Regions from separate parts of the Macaca mulatta genome. Here region 1 is linked to region 2. The links are chromatin contacts, called in public Hi-C maps. All regions are on one chromosome and are shown on one strand. The core of a region is the stretch at or near the end of the contact, and the rest is flanking DNA. Distances in the headings are between cores, read along the strand shown.

Region 1 (4,880 bases), core at 1,479-3,978, 630 kb before region 2:
CTTAAGGGCTTCAAAGGGAAGCCAGGTGGGCCCGCGGCCCTTCCCTTCTCTCCCGCTGCCCGTTCTGGAAGGAGGGAGGCACTTCTGGGAAGCTTCTCACTGGCTCCTCTCACCTGGCACTCGCTGGGGTGCAGCTGTTGGAAGCAGCATGTCCACCCTCCAGCACAGATGGCACCTTTGCCACCGCAGGCCTATTCCCTGATAGCTGTCACAGCTGGGGAAGCTGAGGCTGGTGCATGACCAGCAGTGGTCAGGAGTGCTGCCCTCACATGGGAAGAGCAGGAACACGTAGAATCCGGAGCAGCACCCTGAGGGAGTCAGGTGCGGAGACTCAGTGCCCTATCACCCAGAGGGAGGAGGATGTGGATGGTGGGGCATCAGGGTGCTTGGGCCCAGCTGTGGGGCTTCCTCCAGGCTGACGTGGGTGGCGGTGGGCAGGGGTTTCTCTGGGGTCCTGGCCCTGGTCCTGCTGAGCTGGTGATCATTGTTGCACGTGCCTGTGACTCAGTTTCCTCTGTTTGGTGTTTAGTGTGACCACTGTCTGTGGGATGGGCGTGAGACCGTCACAGGGCTGCTTGTGGCAAGTCTGCCTCCACGGTTCAGCTCTTGCATTTCAGTCTGAAAGGTCCCCCAGGCTCAGCCTGTTTGGGAGCAGCCTGTGTGCATTGGGGTAGGGGAAGCAGAAGTGGGATCCCAGCTCCCAGACACTGCCCACCTGGAGGAGCCATGGCCTGGTTTCCAGGCCCAGTGCCAGTGAACATGCCAGGAGTTGTGGGTGGACCGGGGCCTCAGCTTGACACCCGGGGAGTATCTCACCCCCTCTGGTTCAGACTCTTGCTCTTTCATAAAAATCTCCCAAATTCTTGGTCAGTAAGACCTGGGTTAGTGGCCCCAGGGCCAGGGGACTGAAGTCGGGAGCTTTCCTAACAGACAGGCAGGGTTTGGGGAAGATTTTTCATTTGTTGGGGGTTGGATAGGTGGGGGAGGGGAGCGGGAGGACATGGGCTCTGCAGACCCTCTATAGCTCAGGAAGTGGCCAGGAGCCAAGGACCCTGTTGGTGGTGCAGGCCTGGAACCCAGTTTTCGGTCTCTTCTGCTCTGCCCCTGGGAGATACGAGTGTGGGCTCCGGAGTCACACATGTCAGCTCCCCGCTTGCTCACCCAGAGCCTCAGTTTCTGCCCCTGTGGAATGGGGCTAATACTAGCACCTTGCTTGTGGTGCTGCCTGAGCCAAGACCTGCAGTGGCTCCCATCTGGCATCACTCCAACACTCAGTGAGGGGCAGCTGTGCTAGACTGAGAGCGAGAGACCTTCCAGGTGCCAGGCTTTGCAGCCTCATTGGCCTTTTCTACTAAGGTCCTTTCTCTGGGTACCCACGGAGGTGGGTGGTTTGCACAGAAGCCATGACAAGTATGTGGGTCAACTGAGGACCCAGCTGCTGTGAAGGGCCTGGGAGAACCAGAGGTGCATGTGCTCAGGGAGTCTAACCTGGCTCTGGGGCAGAATGTCATAGGGCTGGTAGTGGGAGTGGAAGGTGGGGTCACCTGGACTGCAGGGGCCTGGGGTCAGCAAACTGCAGACTGTCCAGGGCATAGAGGGCCAAGGTATCAGTGTCACTGGAGGACATGAGGTGGCAGTGGGCCCTGGGTGGGGACAAGTCAAAAGGGCAGGACCCAGGAATTTTCCAGTAAGTATGAACCTAGTGAACTTTGGGTGCAACAAACAAGCTACTTTAGTTACAAACAATATACTTTAGATAAAAGCGAACAATTTGCCAAAAAACCCCAAGTGAACTAGGAGTAAATGGAACATGGATTGAGGGGGCCATACAGCCATTTGACCATTCTAGTTGGTAGCAGGGGCTCCCCACAGCACTGTGATGAGAAGGATTCTGAGGCTTTGTCTGGGTGCAGCAGACACAGGCTTTGTGGGACTGTCGCTGTGCAGTTGCGTGCTTCATTGGGTCAGTTGGAAAGTGAGGGTGGGAAGGTAGACAGCTTAAAGGTCCAAGGTCAGCAGACTTTGTTCCACTGTCCTCCTGAACTTGGAATTTGGTGGTTTATTTCTGTTGGTCATGTCAACCCCTCTTGGGCTTTAGAAACTCCACCAGTCCCTGAACACCCACCCTGCCCCACCCTACACCCCACACATAGGCAGAGACCTTGGTTTTGTTTGGAGAGTTACAACAGCTTATAAAGCTGGGTTGCAATTTTCTGAGTCTCCACTGGGTGGCACCCTCTAATGATTCCAAGTTTTAGGATTTCGAAAACCAAAATACCTTATTGAAGAAATTCAGTAAAGCCTACCTTTGCCACTGAATTCTGCAGATGACAGCGTTGAATTTAGTCATGTTCAAGGAAGGAGGCATCTCATGGACCCTTTGTCTTCCCTGCAAGGGCCTCTGTTTCCTTGGCATGCAGGGCAACACTTGATGGGAACTGTAGCAAAAGCAACTTCGCCAGAGGTCAGGATGCTTGTGAAACCTCATCACAACGGAAGATCCTCAGCTTGCTCCCCCAGAGAAGCCATGTGAGCTGTGTGCAGGGTCAACCCTACCCGGGTATCTTTACTATACACGGAGCGAAGGGAAAACATCCTAATGTGCCTCCATTGACTCAGGACATAGCGATCCCTGGTGCCGTGGCTGTCAGCATCCCCATCCACCACCTGAGGGCAGCGTCACCCCGCAGAGTGCACCCGGCAACCAAACTGGTGGCCCTTGCTGATTGGCTAAGCTCTGACGTTTCCCTGGCAACCACCTCCCAGCTCCTCCCTCTCCCATTTGCCCAGCTGTGGAACATGCTGCTTATTTTTATTTGCAGAAGCTGTCGTTTTGCTCTCCGTCCCCATGCTTAGGGGCCAAGATGCTGCCCCAAAATGGACCATGGTGGACTGTGGAAGCAGGGACAGACCCACGTATGAACATCCCTGATTTCATCTTAGCTGAAGGGTCCTCCTTTTCCTCCAGTGCTTGTGTTTCCCGCATCCTGCTCTGGAAATGAAGAGCAAAATACAGTGAAGGGGCTTTCAGAGCCAGGAGTGAAGGCAGAGAACTCTGTGATGCTTCCGTGATTCCCCAGGCAGAGCCCCTGCACCCCTCCTTGCCTGTTGCCCATCTCATGGACTGGGGAGAGTGTCTTGCCCCTGCCTGCTGCTGAGGGGAGGGAGGAGATGCAGAACACTGGGGTTCAGGAGCGTGGAAGTGTGGTGCCTGGGACATCTGCCCTGATTAGTCACAGGGGAGATTTGTGGTGGTCCTTCTGGAGCAGACCTTGTCAACTACAAAGCGACTATGAATTCTAATGACTTGAACCTCAGTGGCACACAACTAAGTTGTCCCCAGGGCCTGCAGGAAGACTCAGGAAGGTGCCTTCTGAGGTCAAAGGAAGACAGAGAGGAAAAAGCGGCATGCCTGGAGCCTGCTCGTGGTGCCTGGCCTTGAGGCTGGTGGATGCCTGCATCTGGGGCTGGAGCCCTTGGTCCCAGTTAAGCATGTGAGGAATCAAGGCATGGGGCAGGCAGTGAGTGTGGGAGGTGGTGGTGGGGGTGCCAATTTCGACAGCATGGCAACTGGGGCCTCCATGGGAAGCTGACCTGTCCTAGTCCACTTGGGCTGGGTGGCTCACAGACAACAGCTTATTGCTCATGGTCCTGGAGGCTGGAAGTCCAAGATCAAGGCACCTGCAGATTTAGTGTCTGGCAAGGGCCCATTGCTAGTTTAGAGATGGGTGCTTCTCTCTGCGTCCTCACATGGCAGAAGTGGGCAAGGCAGTTCTCAGAGACCTCTTTTATAAGGGCGCTCATCCTACTCATGAGGGCAGAGCCTCCCAGAGGTCTCACCTCCCAACACCATCAACTTGGAGGTTAAGATTTCAATGCATGACTTTTGTTGAGACACAGATGTTCAGTCTATAGCACAACTATACAACAATACAGGGAAAGGCATCCCAGGGTGGGGGAACAGCATATGCAAAGGCTTAGAGGCAGGAGACAACTGAGGTATGCAAAGAACAACACAGAGACACATGGGGAGAGAGGCTGGTGATGAGGTGGGACCATCGGGGCTGAGGGTTCTCCATGTTGCCCAGGCAGACATGTGCCAGAATTGCTGGATGTATCGTCCAGACATCCAGCAATTCCAGTGCTTCTTCTCAATCCCCTCTCAAATGCCTCTTTCACCTTTCACGAACGTTCCCTCCTGCTCAGGAGGGTCAGCTTGCCTGGCCTGTGTCTCTGCCCCCTCCTTCCCTTCCCTCTCTCCCTCCATCCCTTCATCTGCCTTATGGACTCCTCCCTGAGAAGAAGGCCAGCTCCCAGTCTTCCCAGTCTTCCCTTCCCTCAGGCCCAATCCAGCCTGAGCACAGTCTGGATTGAGTCTTTAGGCTTGGTCAAGAGTGTGTTTGCAAACCTCTTCACTCCTTGCTGGCTAGGGCTTCCCATCTTCTTGACCAGGTCCCCTGAGACCCCAAGGCAGGCATCCACTGGGGCTAATCACATGAATGGGTATAGTTCCAAGAGGTGGGAACTGTGGTTTTGTAAATTTCACAGGTTGTCTGCATTTCACAAGTGCACAGGTGTACCATGGTGAATCAGAGGCTCCAAGGCAAGGCTTATGGTGTTTAGCCCTGAGCATACACCCACCCATCTACCCACCCATCTATTCACCCATCCACCCATCCATCCACCTACCCATCCACCTACACACCCACCAATCCATTCATCCATCCATCCATCTACCCACTTACCAATTCATCCATCCATCCATCTACCCACCTATTCACCCATCCACCTATCCATCCACCCACCCATCCACCTACCCACTCACCAATCCATTCATCCATCCATCTATCCATCCATCCATCCATCCATCCATCCACTTA
Region 2 (5,163 bases), core at 1,685-4,184:
TCAGAAGTGGAATTGCTGGGTCACATGTTGTGTAACTTTAAAAATAAAAACAATCCTTGCTAAAACTGGATCTGAGGTCTCGGTCCAACCAAGGAAATCAATGCAGCCTTCCTCCCCAACCCACAGGAACAAAACCCCAAAGACGGGGGTCACATTCCAGCTCTATGGCTACGTCACGTGTCTCCCCGAGCCCAGACACTTATTAGCGGCTACCCGGAGCATCAGTGTGAAGGCTGAAGGAGAAACTTGGGTTGAGGTTCGGTGTGCTGTGCGTGCCCCATGCACAGAGTTCTCATGCACATAAAGTGTGCTTATTCCCGCACTGGATCTCCTCAGTAGCCCCTGAGACCCCCAGTATGCTCACCGTTCATTCCCACTGGACAGATGTGCGGACTGAGGTTCAGACAGCCACTACCCAGAGAGTCCTTCAGCTCTAAATGCAGGGTCTTCTCTGGTCCCTGGCTGCTTCTCTCAATGATCCCCAAGGGGCTTACAAACAACTTCCCTCCATTCTAGAACAACAAAGACACTGAGAGTAGTAACGCGAGGGGGGCAGAGAGAAAAGAAGCCTCAACAGCTGCACCCCTGCTTTTTTCCCAGCACCACCTCCTCGCAGAGTCTTGGGGGCCACCCTGCCTAAGGGGCTGTGGCATATCACCGGGAATGCCACTGCTTAAACTCCTCCGAGGCTGGGAAGCCCACCCAGACCAACCAGCCGGCCCACCCTGGCTTCCCTGGAGAGAGCTCTGTCCCCAGGGCTCAGAGGACAGAGTCCCTGCAGCAAAGGCCCTCAGAGTGCAAGGGCCAAGTGGGAGGGCCCCTTCTCATCTTCTCTTCTTCAGCACATGTGCCCAGCTCCCGCACCCAATGTCCAGGGGACGCCTCCTAGGTGTCGGCAGCTCGGTGACAGGGGCAGGAGGTGGCATCGCCCTTGTTCGGGATATCACTGGGTGACCCCGGTACGTTACTCCCCCGAACTCCAGTAGCCTCATCTGTGACACAGGGGGCCAGGCCACATCATCCAGGGCAGTGCTGCTCTCTGCAATTATTGGATCTGGGGTCTCTTCTTGTCAGAGATTCTCTTTAGGGAACTTATTTTCCATAGATTAAAGACTAAACAACAGAGAACAGAGACAGGCTTCTAGATACCTGCCACAACCTTAGCTTCTCAGAAAATACAGGTGCTTGGGACTCCTCTCACAAAATGGGGAATGTAAATGGAAAACGTGGCCGCAAGACAGTTCCTTTAGTCAAAGCGTCTGAGTACACATTAAAGGAGGGTGGAGGGAGAGGGGACATCGAAAGGGAGGAAAGGGGAGGAGGGCACCAGGACAGGCAGAGCCAAGGGAGTCCTGGGGGAGGATACGCACCTACCTGTAAGGGGCCCTGTGGACCTGGCACGTGCCTATAAGGAGCCCTATTGTTGTGTGTTAGGTCGTGACACAGCTCCGCCCGCCCCAGGTGCCTTTTCGGAACCAGGAACCTAAGACAGGAGCTCTCCCACCAGGGACGGGGGCTTCCAGAACCCCCTTGACTCTGCCTGTCCTGGTGCCCTCGGTACCCGGCCCTGGTGGGGGAGCTCCTCTCTTAGGTTCCTAGTTCAGAAAAGGCACCTGGGGTGGGCAGAGCTGTGTCACAACCTAACACACAAGGAAAGGGCCCCTTACAGGCATGTGTGTATCCACCCCCAGGAGCACACAGACAGACCCTCCTCCACATGCCCTGGCTGGGGACAGGAGCCCAGCACCCAATGCTTGTTCCCGCTTCCACCCCTTTGCTGACCTCCCCACGGCATCAGGGCTGCCTGCCAGGTGACCAGGGTTCTAAGTCTGGCTTCCTCCCTGAACTGTCCTCCTGGAAACATCCTTCCTGAACCAGCTTCAGCTCACCTCATTGAAGGGTGACTTCTAAGGACCCATTCAGCTTTTATCTCCTGTCACTCCGTAGACATCAAGACTTAACATCCCATCCCTCCCACCCCCAGTTGTCACTCCCCCTTCCCAATCTTCGGCCCACTCCCTGTCCAGGGGCCCAGGTCCCCAGCGCGGGCAACCCCTCTGTCCCCATTCCGGGACCTGGAGCCTGCGAGGGCTCAGGCCGGCCAGGATGGAGTTCTCTATCCCAGTTCAATTTCCCCCGCCTTTTTGATGTCACATCCTGTCCCAGCCTGCTTCCCCGCCGGCCGCCGCCCTCCCTCCTCCCCGGGAGAGAGCTAGGCGCGCGGGTCCCTCTGCGCCACCCCCGCCCCCGCCCCTTCCGAGCAAACTTTTGGCACCCGCCTCAGCCCAGCGCGCGTTCGTGCTCCGCAGGGCGCGCCTCTCTCCGCCAATGCCAGGCGCGCGGGGGAGCCATTAGGAGGCGAGGAGAGAGGAGGGCGCAGCTCCCGCCCAGCCCAGCCCTGCCCAGCCCTGCCCGGAGGCAGACGCGCCGGAACCGGGACGCGATAAATATGCAGAGCGGAGGCTTAGCGCAGCAGAGCCCGCGCGCCGCCCGCTCCGGGTGCTGAATCCAGGCGCGGGGACACGAGCCAGGCGCCGCCGCCGGAGCCCGCGGAGCCGGGGCCAGAGCCGGAGCGCGTCCGCGTCCACGCAGCCGCCGGCCGGCCAGCACCCAGGGCCCTGCATGCCAGGTCGTTGGAGGTGGCAGCCAGACATGCACCCGGCCCGGAAGCTCCTCAGCCTCCTCTTCCTCATCCTGATGGGCACTGAACTCACTCAAGTACGTGCATCCAACGCCATTTTCCTCCCTGCCAGGCGACCGGCCCGGCCCCCCCGGGAGCCCCACAAAGTCCGGGAACGGTTCCGGCTCCACGCCGCCCCGCGCCCCGGGCCTGGGCGCCCGAAGCGCCGGGGTTGGGGAGGGGCCAGGGTGCTGGGCCAGACCTGGGTGGGAGGGAGGGGTGCAGGCTGACCCGAGACACGGTGCTCCTCCAGTCCCGGCCCAGCAGGGCTGACAGCTGCCCCCTTTTTCCTAGGACTTCGCTGCCCCCTGCTCCCTGCTGAGAAGTTCAAAGGGCAGCACGAGGGGGTGTTTGGCTGCTATTGTCATCTGGAGGGGGAAGAGTGAGAGCCGGATAGCCAAGTCCCCAGGCATTTTTGGAGGTGGCAGGACCTTAGTCCTACCCCCAACACACACCCCTGAGTGGCACATCCTCCCTTTGGGCATAACGCTGCCCTTGGGGGCTCCGGAAAGAGGCGGTGGGGATTGTGCCGCTGAGACCGGGAAGGGCAGCCAGCGTACCGGCCAGCTGGGTGCATTGTTGGCTTACTGTGTAGGGCTTGGGGGACTGTGGCCACATGCCCGGCAGGAGGTGAGTGAAGAGCCCTGTGGTGTGCCGGTGTGGGGATCCTGGGCATTTCAAAAGGGCTCGTTGTCCCCTGAACAATGTATCAATAGAGAAAGATCTCTGCTTGGTATTCTCCATTTTAAAGATGCATCTTGGAGCTGACAAGTCTTGGGGGAGGAGAAGGGCTGTCTGTGAGCGCCGAACTGGGAGGGCTGCTTTGGCACCATGGTGCTGGGAAGAGCCTGCCAGCCTCCGGAGCCGGGCTACTCGGGAGTGACATTAAAATGCCCTTTCAATGATACCACTGTGCCATGCTCTGAACTGGGAGACTCTGGCCCTTTGGAGTGGCAAGACCAGGAAGTGATGGGCAGCTAGCACCTTGGCCCCAAGCCCCAGCTGCCCCTGACCCTCCTTTCCTTCCTCCCTGCCTCCCTCTCCCTCAGAATAAAAGAGGAAACAAAGGAGAGAAGATGGGAGGGCCAGAGAGCGAGAGGAAGACCACAGGAGAGAAGATGCTGAATGAGGTTCCCTTGTTTTGCCTGGAAGCCCTCACTGGCTCCCTGGCTCTGCCCAGAACGTGCAGTCCAAATCCCAATCCAGCAGCGGGGTTACGTCGTCCCGTTTACCCTCAGAGTCCCTCTCCTGGTGCTGCCCAGACGATCGGCCGGTCCCCCGGGAGAGAGGTTCGGTGTGGCCTCTAGGAGAGAAGTTTTCTTGGCCACAGGAAGGCCTGGCGGAGGGGTGGTGGTTGTCCACTGTGACTGGACAGATGCATTCATTCACGTGCACACACACGCACGCACACACGCACACACAGGGGAGCAGATACCTGCAGAGAAGAGCAACCAGGTCCCGATGAGTGGCGAGCTGCCCTACAAAGAGCTGTGCTTGTGTCTTATCAAGACACCTTGGCAAAGAGATGGCTGGTTCTGGGTGGTCCTGGACAAGGCCGCACCCAAGGGCCCTCCAAGCCTTAATGGCACCCTTAAGCCTCCATGCCCAGGCCAAAAGATGCTTTTTCTCCGTAAGTTCTCCTCTTTGTGTCTTTGTAAAGATTCTCTGTTCTGGGGAGAAACTTTTGGTTCAACTTCAATTAGAAGCTTTATCTCAGTGGGGAAAGTATTTGTCCATCCACGCAAAGGGTCCTGGACATCCGAACCCCAGCCAGCCCCTGTGCACACCCCTGTATCCTCAGATCTTGGTGTCAGGGCCCAGTCAGCCACCTTCAGGACCCTGGTCAGCTCCGCCAGCCAGCAGCCTCCCGGGTCAGGAAGGGAAACGCCAGGAAGGGAAACGCCGTTGTTTTCTTTGCTGGCCTGGCAGGTTCCTTTCTCTGAAGCTGAGCCACAGGCTGTCTCAGGGGAATGTGTCCCTCGACTCAGCCAGGAGGCACGTCCCACCCTCACGGTACAGCTCTACCTTCCCTGGGCTGGCTTCTGATAATTGTGCTTTTGGAATCTTGCATTGGAGGCCAATTATCCCTAATGTGGTGGGATTTTGGAGAAAAGGCTCAGCAGGTGAAATCATGTTGAGTCTCTGAAGGGGGTGGACAGTGGCTGGCTCAGCACCAGCACCTGAGAGCCTGGCTACCCTGGTCCCCACCTGGGGATTATGCCAGGTGACTTTCATCTTTGACCTCCAAGAAGGTGGCACCTGGGGTCGGGAGTGGGTATGGGTGCAGGACCAGCCTGCTCTGATTCCAAGAGCTACCTGGGGATATCCATCCCCAAGCATCTTACTTTCTTGATTCCAAAGTTATGCATTGTGGGTTCCTTGAGCAATGCTGTTGACATTTGTGAGTGAGTGAAGAAACGAGTCTGGGCTTCAGGAAAGGGTGCTGGAGCTACCTGGTGTCTGCCTCCTGCTTCCACTGTAGG

Evidence for each region. Hi-C and Micro-C count contacts between places; a contact is called where the count stands out from the background.
Region 1: a contact with region 2 is called in a Hi-C map of fetal cortex germinal zone, with 3 times the contacts expected there. The contact joins the enhancer-like site here to the promoter of OLFM1 in region 2. A contact is called at or near these places in 2 of 14 Hi-C or Micro-C datasets (fetal cortex germinal zone and fetal cortical plate).

Annotation. Positions count from the first base shown.
Region 1 is chr15:8,047,364-8,052,243 of T2T-MMU8v2.0, reverse strand. No RefSeq gene overlaps it. Among named protein-coding and RNA genes, the nearest start is that of RXRA, 130 kb to the left of the region's middle. Within about 2 kb of position 2,728, at least 21 of the 40 cell types and tissues checked have an H3K27ac peak or open chromatin away from gene starts, as enhancers often do. A contact at or near this core is called in fetal cortex germinal zone and fetal cortical plate, where this site is marked.
Region 2 is chr15:7,420,934-7,426,096 of T2T-MMU8v2.0, reverse strand. OLFM1 (olfactomedin 1) reads left to right here and starts at 2,934. Exons shown (of 6, transcript XM_077967126.1): 1 at 2,934-3,310. It also overlaps the pseudogene LOC106993575.